2 separate regions of the Sus scrofa genome follow, and region 2 is linked to region 1. A link is a contact called in public HiChIP or PLAC-seq data. All regions are on one chromosome and are shown on one strand. Each heading gives the region's core, a stretch centred on a gene start, on an enhancer-like site or on the middle of the called end of the contact. The rest is flanking DNA. Distances are from core to core; before and after follow the strand shown. Region 1 overlaps IGF2R (insulin like growth factor 2 receptor). Region 2 has its middle 35 kb from the start of MAS1.

Region 1 (3,710 bases), core at 604-3,103:
GGAAAAACCCATGTGCCGGCAAAGGGCAGAGAGAACTTGGCGTCTTCGACTGACTAGGATATAAGTGACCAGCCCCTGCGCCCCGACCCCCGCCAGCCCACGTCAGCGGAGGGAGAGGGCGTGGGACAGACCTCGGAAATAATCTGATAATAAACATGAACTCCATTATCCCCGCTCTGGGCCTCGAGGAGTTTGGCGATTATTCAAAACACACATGACCCAGGGATAAATGTCAACCTTCAGGTAAAGAAGGCAATCAGGGCAGAATAACAAAGTTCTGGAAGTGGATACTGGGAATGGGAGCTCGACACGGGTCCACAGGCCCCATGCCGCTCAGCGTGCGCCGCAGGACGGCCAAGGGGTCGATCTTCGGTTGTAAAGCTTCAGCCACGTTCTTTTTAAACCAGTTCTTTCTGGCTCTCTCTTCTGGGCTGCCCTGGCGCAGGGAACCAGGGCCCACGCGCAACCCCCTTCCACTTCCCAGCCCTCGCCTTGCACGCCTGCTTCGCCAGCACGTCACACGCGCCTCCCCCATTGTTCTTCGCCCACGGCCGAGCTGCACGCGCCTTGGTTTCCTCATCTGCGAACTCTGAGGTTTGGCCCAAACCATCTCTAAGACCCGCTGTGCTGCAGGGACCCTGGGTCACCAGCTCACAAGAGCGAAGAAGGGGCAGGATGGTGTCTGTGTCACCCAGAGAGAAAAACTCGCGTCTACAGGACACCAACACACTGGGTGTGTCACCAATCGGCAGTAAGAGGTCAGGCTTGAACCTGAGAAAGAACAGACACAAAAGCACCACCGCCGCCGGGCCCCTGGCCTCTGCTTTTATACCACATGCCGACCTGAAGCAGGATGAAGAGCAAGCTCCCCCACCCTGGGAAGAGACTCAAAGGAACACGAAGCCACCAAGGTCCGGGGCGCCGAGCAGCGAGCGCCCTCCTTACCAGGCTGCCCCTGGAGCAGACGAGGTGGATCCGGGTGGTGTAGGTGGTCCGCCTCCCGTCGCTGGTGGTGCAGGCGGAGCCGTTCACGTACTCCAGGACAAGGCTGCCGCTGTTCTCCACCACGGGGCCCGCCTTCGCGACCCCCAAGTTGCTGATGGAGACGGTTTCGGAAAACGAACCCTGCAAACACGGGTGTCTGTGAGGTTTCCCCATGAAGAGAAGACCGCTTTCCTTCTGACACGGTGGGTGCGCATTGTCCACGCAGCTGTCGCCACAGATGAGCAAATGCGCAGCCACCCTTCCTGCGTGCGGGGGGGGCACAGCCCTCCACGTCCACGGGCTCTGCCTCTGCTGATGCAACCAACTTCAGCTCGAACTGCTCGGGGAAGAAATGACATAAAAGTTCCAAAAAGCAAAACTTGAATTTGCCTCCAGGGCCTGAGGCGTGGCGCTGACACTGTCTCAGGCTTTGTGAGTGGTCCAGAGAGGACATAAAGCGCGGGGGTGCCAAGGGGACACTGCAGGTGACGGGCTCGAGCAGCTGTGGACATGGTGTCCGCCAGGCCCTGGAGCCTATCCTGCCCTCCATTCCAAGGGACAACTTATTTCCCATAAATTATGACCTTAAACCCTCAAAATCCTGGTAGAGTCTATTCTCTTCACTTTACAAAAGGGCAAACAAGGTTCAGACACGCGCAGTGACCTATCCGAGGCCACGCGACTGACAGGCATCAGAGACGGGACTCAAACCACATCCTCTGGCCAGGAGCTTCTGACACTGCCGGCCCGTCCCTCGCGCCTCCATCGTCTGGCCATCTGGGTGGCAGAGCTGAGACTAGAGCACAAGTGAATGACTGTGAAAGCGCCCCAGGACTCATCCAGGGTTATAAATAACCATCAGCGAATAGACGAACTGGCAAACACAGACTCCAGCGGGCTTGGAGGCCGTTGCTCCAACAAAGAGCACACGCGCCAATGTGCACGAGCGCCTCCACGCTTAACCACCAGAGGGCGCTCGCCAGCTTCCTTTACAAGACCTCCAGCTGCCGGCTAACAGGCGCCAGGAAAAGTGCATTCCTGCCGCTCTATTTTTAAAGCGGCACACATACATCTTTATTTTAAGATGTGCCGTGTCTGAGGAGCACAAGCACACGTAGCAGAGCTCTGGCGGCACCTGCATTCCATCCAATGACGGTGCACAGCTCGCACCCTGGCCAGAGCGAAGGCCTGGACCGAGTGTGTGCACAGCAATCCTGCCGTGCAGCTGTCCCCCTAATCACTCAGAAGCCCAAGCTTTTGGAAGCACTAGCTCTTCCTTACAGATGTCTGCTGTTCAAAGACACCTCCTCCGCCGGGTCCTGTGAGCAGAGGTCACCACACCCAGGCTTTTTCACATTTTAAATCTGAACCAGGACTCAAATATGACCGCATCTATGGAGGGGAGGGGACTCAGATATGATCCCACTGAGGCCCCCTCCCCCTCAGAGGGCCTCCCGTCAGCAGCCAGGCCTGCGCAGACCTGGGAGCCCAGAAATAACCAGCTCTACCACCAAGTCACATGGGGCGGGGGGCAGACCCACCTGGTGGCTCTCATACTTCATCTGGCAGGCGGACGCGTACCGATCGCAGCCCGGCACCGGGTTCAGAGGCCGACACACGTTGATGTAGTACTTCCTCCACGTGCTGTGCGGGCCCGCGCTGTCCAGGGCGTACCAGTTCCCGCCACGACCGCCCTCAGATTTTGCAAGACTGAAATGTCCAAGCGAAACGTGAGCTTTGCAAGCTAAGAGGTTTCTGCCCGAGGATTCACTTCTAAGCACCCAGAGAAAGAGAAAGAAACACACCCCGCCCCTCAACGTATAGCAGCTGGCCTGGTGGGACTCACGGCACCACGGAAGGCAGCCCACCGCCGAGCTGGGACTGCCCTAGGCCCCAGCACCGCCGGGCGGCTTTTCAAATGATGCTGCTGAAGACAGGCTTGCTTTGCTGGGCAAAGACTGCTTGACCTCGCCAGGACTCCCGGGCCATCGTTAGAGTTCATTCTGGTCTAAAACATCCCACCTTGGTCCTGCACCCAGAACTGAGCTGACCCTGGTCATCAGCTCAGTCACCTGCTCACCAGCAGGGCCCAGTCGACCTCAGCCCTAACTGGACCGGGGCCCGGCTGACCCGCCTCACCTGGAGAGGTCGTACTGCTCCAGCGTGGACGGGTCGGTCACCACGCACTCCAGCGGCTCCTCGGGGCAGGCGTAGCTGGTGTACCACCGGAAGTTGTAGGTAGAGTTATCTTCTTCCTAATGGCCGGACAAGGACAGACGTGGGAGGGGTGCGAAGAGAAGGGAAATACAAGGTCAAAAGAGACGGCCGCTGTTCCAAATGAAAACTGCAGGGATGTCCCTTTACTCTGCCTGTTCATTTTATTAATAGGAAGATCGCCCAGCCACAGACCAAGATGGAAATCTAGCCTCTGTGAAGTGGGAAAAAGGGGTGGTTTTGATGGTTCTGTGTCCTGCTCCAAAACCAACAGGGGCCGTGGGCCACCATCAAGGGACGGTCCACTGCAGCCTCAGCTCGGAAAATGAACACTGTGTCCCCAGGCAAGTCTACGAGGATTAATAAAATCACAGGAGAGGCTGATCCGGCCAGAAAACAGGACTAACAGGCTCTGCCTCTACATACAGGGCCCACAACGGGCTCCTGAGCAAGCCCTGGGGAGCCAGACGAGCTGACAACTCACTTCCAGGGACCGTCCCAGCTCCGAGGTC
Region 2 (4,029 bases), core at 1,341-3,840, 96 kb after region 1:
AAAAAAAAAAAAAAAAAAAAAAAAGTCAGCATAGCCTTTTGAAGGGAAGTTAGGGAAAGAGAATTTTACTAACATTGTTCGAAAAAAACAGCGCAGGTCTAAAAGGTAAGCATCCTCTTTGTTTTTTTCTCACCATTAACCTTCCACCTTCCAGATGCTTCTCTTTGACTCGGTATTTATTTCTTAAAGATGTAAGACAGTCCTTAGATGCTCCAGGAAACAGAAGTGAATATGTTTCTAGAGTTCCCGTCACGGCTCAGCAGTGATGAACTGGCCTAGTATCCGTGAGGATGCGGGTTCGATCCCTGGCCTCGCTCAGTGAGTTAGGGACCTGGCGTTGCCCTGAGCGGTGGGGTAGGTCGAAGACTCAGCTCAGCTCCAGTGCTGCTCTGACTGTGGTGGAGGCTGGCAGCTGTAGCTCCCTTTCGACCCCTAGCCTGGGAACCTCCATATGCTGCGGGGGTGGCCCTAAAAAGACAAAAAAAGAGCGAGCGAGTCCTGGTCTGCCCCTCCATTGCTGCAACCTGCCCACCGTCTCTGGTGAACTTCTGAGACAACAGTGAGCCCTGTGGCGGAGGCACCGTCACCCCCACCCTGCCCCGGGGGGCTGAAGGACATTTATGCATGCCGGACCCAAGTTCACGTTCATCGGTGAGTGCACCCCACTCCCCAGGGCCTGTGGGGACACAGGGTACCCAGTTTTCACTGTTAGTGTTAGCATCTGTGTTTACTCTTTCATCAACAGAGACAGCCTCAATTCTTTCCTTTATCAGGAGAAAAATTATAGACTGCACATGTGTTTTCCCGTGGAAACAGTTGCCATCTGATAACAAAGTACGAAGTGCATGTGGCCTTGGGGCCTTAGGCAGAGAGCGGCTCAGCGGAGAGGAACCCTGGGAGCAGGACTGATTTGGCGCCAAGCGTCTGGCCTTTGTGGACCTCCCTGTTGCCCCCCTGAACCCCTCCTCTTGCCCAACCCACCTCCCCACTCCCACCACCACCCCCACCAACCCCCCCGCCCCCCGGCCGCCGCCGCTCCTGTGGCCTTGCGCAGAATGACCGACTTGGCGTATTTACAGGGAGGGAAGCGCCGCGGGTCAGGTAGGCCCAAATGTCTTTGTCTCATCTCCTTCCAGGATCAGAAGATAAGAACAGGCTATCTTGGGAGTTCCCGTTGCGGCTCCGTGGGTTACAAACCTGCAGCTACAGCTCTGATTCAACCCCTAGCCTGGGAGCTTCCATATGCTGCAGATGCGGAACTTTTAAAAAGAAAGGAAAAAAGCAAAAAGCAAAAGAAAGGCTAGGTTGCCCCTTCTTTGATTAATGAAGGTCACCGCCTTCCCGAAGCTGCCGCACCCCCTTTAAGAAGATGCTGTTCGGATCCTCCCAAGCCCAGCAAGGCGGCTTCGGCCGGGTTAAAACTGGACCTGGCCCTTCACCTGTCATCCCCTGAAAGAAACACCAGGAGGAGCTAGGGCTCCCCTGGGTCCCATCTGCACGCCCGCCAGCAGAACCCTGGCATGTGAGGGACACTGCGGGGACTTTTCCCAGGTCAGTTGGCCTCCTGGGAAAAGAAGCACAAGCATACATGGAAACTCACGACCTTGACATGAAAGCTCTCAGAGAAGGACACCCTCCAGGCCTGCTGGGACCACGCAGGGTGAAGGCCCTGGAGGGGGCGGGGCCGGTCGACTTTCCAGAGTGGTCTACAGTCATGTCCTGTTTGATCCACGTGAGTTTTTTTCATCAGTTACCAAGGTTTTTCAAATGGGGTTATTTCACATGAAAACCCAGATTTGTGGTTTCCCTTAAAACATTAGATCAGGGAGTTCCCGTTGTGGCTCAACAGGTTAAGAACCCAACAAGTATCGCTTCTCGGCCTTTTGGCTAAGATCAAGTGAAGAACCCAACAAGTATCCATGAGGATGCAGGGTTCTCTTCCTGGCTTCACTCAGTGGGTTAAGGATCCGGCATTGCCGTGAGCTGTGGTGTAGGTCACAGACACGGCTTGGATCCTGCGTTGCTGGGGCTGTGGTGTAGGCCAGCAGCTGCTGCTCTGATTTGAGCCCTAACCTGGGAACCTCCATATGCCTCGGGTGCAGCCCTACAGAAAAAGAGAAGACAAACTTCTGGTTATCAAAGGGGAAACGTTGGCGGGGTGGGGGGGACTCCTATGCACACTAGTGTATATGGACTGGACGGTTGATGGGACCTGCTGTACAGCTTGGGGACCGATGCTCAGTATTCTGTGATAACCTGCATGGGAAAAGATCTGACAAAGAATGGCTCTGTGTCTGTGCATAACTGACCCACTTTATGGTACAGCAGCAATTATCATAACCTTGCAAATCAAGCACACCTCCATAAAACTTAAAAAAGGATACACTACAGGTAACACACCCCCAGCTAGGAGACGGGGGAAGGGGGTGGTGTCACAAGCTTGTAACTCTGGAGGGGGACCCCACTGCCCTGGGACCCAGGCCTCTGAGGAGGGGGCACTGGCAGCTGGTACAGGGTCTCTGAAGTGGGGTCCCTGACCATGGTTCTGTGGGCACCGGAGTCGCTGCAAAGTGGACTCAGCTGCTGCCGCAGAAGGAAGGGCAGCTGCCCCGGGGAGAAGCGTGTCTGGGTGAAGGGGGGTGGGGACCACAGGATCACAGGCTGTGCTGAGAAAAACAACTTTTAAGGAGAACAACTTGGTTTTGCTGCGCTGCCGCCGCTGCATGTTACAGGACGATACCCCTGCTCACACCCGGAGTCTGGAGGCTGGAGTTCAGGATCCCTGCCATAAATTCCTGCTTTACTTTTCCTGGGGCACCTTTTAAAATAACCACTTAGATAGAGTTAATCCTGTGAAATTAGTGACCTCTGCCCCAAACGTCTATAAGCAGTGGGTGTTCCCCACCCGGTTCTCCGGCTCCCTGGGGACCTGGGATGGAGGAGGGTCCACCCTCCCCCCCCCGCCACCCACCCCACCCTCGGCTCACCGCACCCTTCACTGCTGGGCTCTGTAAGTCATCATAAATGTCATGACTTCACTGGCACCCCCCGTGTGGCATCGTGTGACCGTGCAGCCGGTCACAATCTGCATATATATTTTTTTTCTTGAATGTGCTATATTTTCGAGTTATGCATTTTATTTTTTTTAAATTTTCCCACTGTACAGCAAGGGGATCAAGTTATCCTTACATGTATACATTACAATTACATTTTTCCCCCACCCTTTGTTCTGTTGCAACATGAGTATCTAGACATAGTTCTCAATGCTACTCAGCAGGGCCTCCTTGTAAATCTATTCTAGGTTGTGTCTGATAAGCCCAAGCTCCCGATCCCTCCCCCTCCCTCCCCCTCCCTCCCCCTCCCATCGGGCAGCCACAAGTCTTTTCTCCAAGTCTATGATTTTCTTTTCTGAGATGTTCATTTGTGCTGGATATTAGATTCCAGTTATAAGTGATATCATATGGTATTTGTCTTTCTGGCTCATTTCACTCAGGATGAGATTCTCTAGTTCCATCCATGTTGCTGCAAATGGCATTATGTCATTCTTTTTTATGGCTGAGTAGTATTCCATTGTGTATATATACCACATCTTCCTAATCCAATCATCTGTTGATGGACATTTGGGTTGTTTCCATGAATATTTTCTCAGGTCAGTCTCCCAAAGCAATAGGAATTAGAGCAAAAATAAACCCATAGGACCTAATCAAACTGAAAAGCTTTTGCACATCAAAGGAAACCAAAAAGAAAACAAAAAGACAACTTTCAGAATGGGAGAAAATAGTTTCAAATGATGCAACCGACAAGGGCTTAATCTCTAGAATATATAAACAACTTATACAACCCAACAGCAAAAAAACCAATCAATCGATGGAAAAATGGGCAAAAGACCTGAATAGACATTTCTCCAAGGAAGATACACAGATGACCAGCAAACACATGAAAAAATGCTCAATATTGCTGATTATAAGATAAATGCATATTCTTTATTCAATACACCACCAGCTCTGGCATCTAAGCAGACCCTGAGCC

The links. HiChIP or PLAC-seq counts read pairs in DNA pulled down with a chosen protein or histone mark.
Region 2: a contact with region 1 is called in an H3K27ac HiChIP or PLAC-seq map of alveolar macrophages. The contact joins two enhancer-like sites. A contact is called at or near these places in 3 of 5 promoter capture datasets (fetal liver, fetal skeletal muscle and liver), 29 of 47 Hi-C or Micro-C datasets (adipocytes, adipose tissue, alveolar macrophages and 17 more) and 2 of 2 datasets of contacts at active chromatin or transcription factors (alveolar macrophages and skeletal muscle).

Annotation. Positions count from the first base shown.
Region 1 is chr1:7,410,563-7,414,272 of Sscrofa11.1, forward strand. IGF2R (insulin like growth factor 2 receptor) reads right to left here. Exons shown (of 48, transcript NM_001244473.1): 17 at 3,124-3,239; 18 at 2,526-2,694; 19 at 946-1,125. Among named protein-coding and RNA genes, the nearest start is that of SLC22A1, 47 kb to the left of the region's middle. Within about 2 kb of position 1,854, at least 10 of the 83 cell types and tissues checked have an H3K27ac peak or open chromatin away from gene starts, as enhancers often do. A contact at or near this core is called in alveolar macrophages and skeletal muscle, where this site is marked.
Region 2 is chr1:7,505,526-7,509,554 of Sscrofa11.1, forward strand. No RefSeq gene overlaps it. Among named protein-coding and RNA genes, the nearest start is that of MAS1, 35 kb to the right of the region's middle. Within about 2 kb of position 2,591, at least 11 of the 83 cell types and tissues checked have an H3K27ac peak or open chromatin away from gene starts, as enhancers often do. A contact at or near this core is called in alveolar macrophages and skeletal muscle, where this site is marked.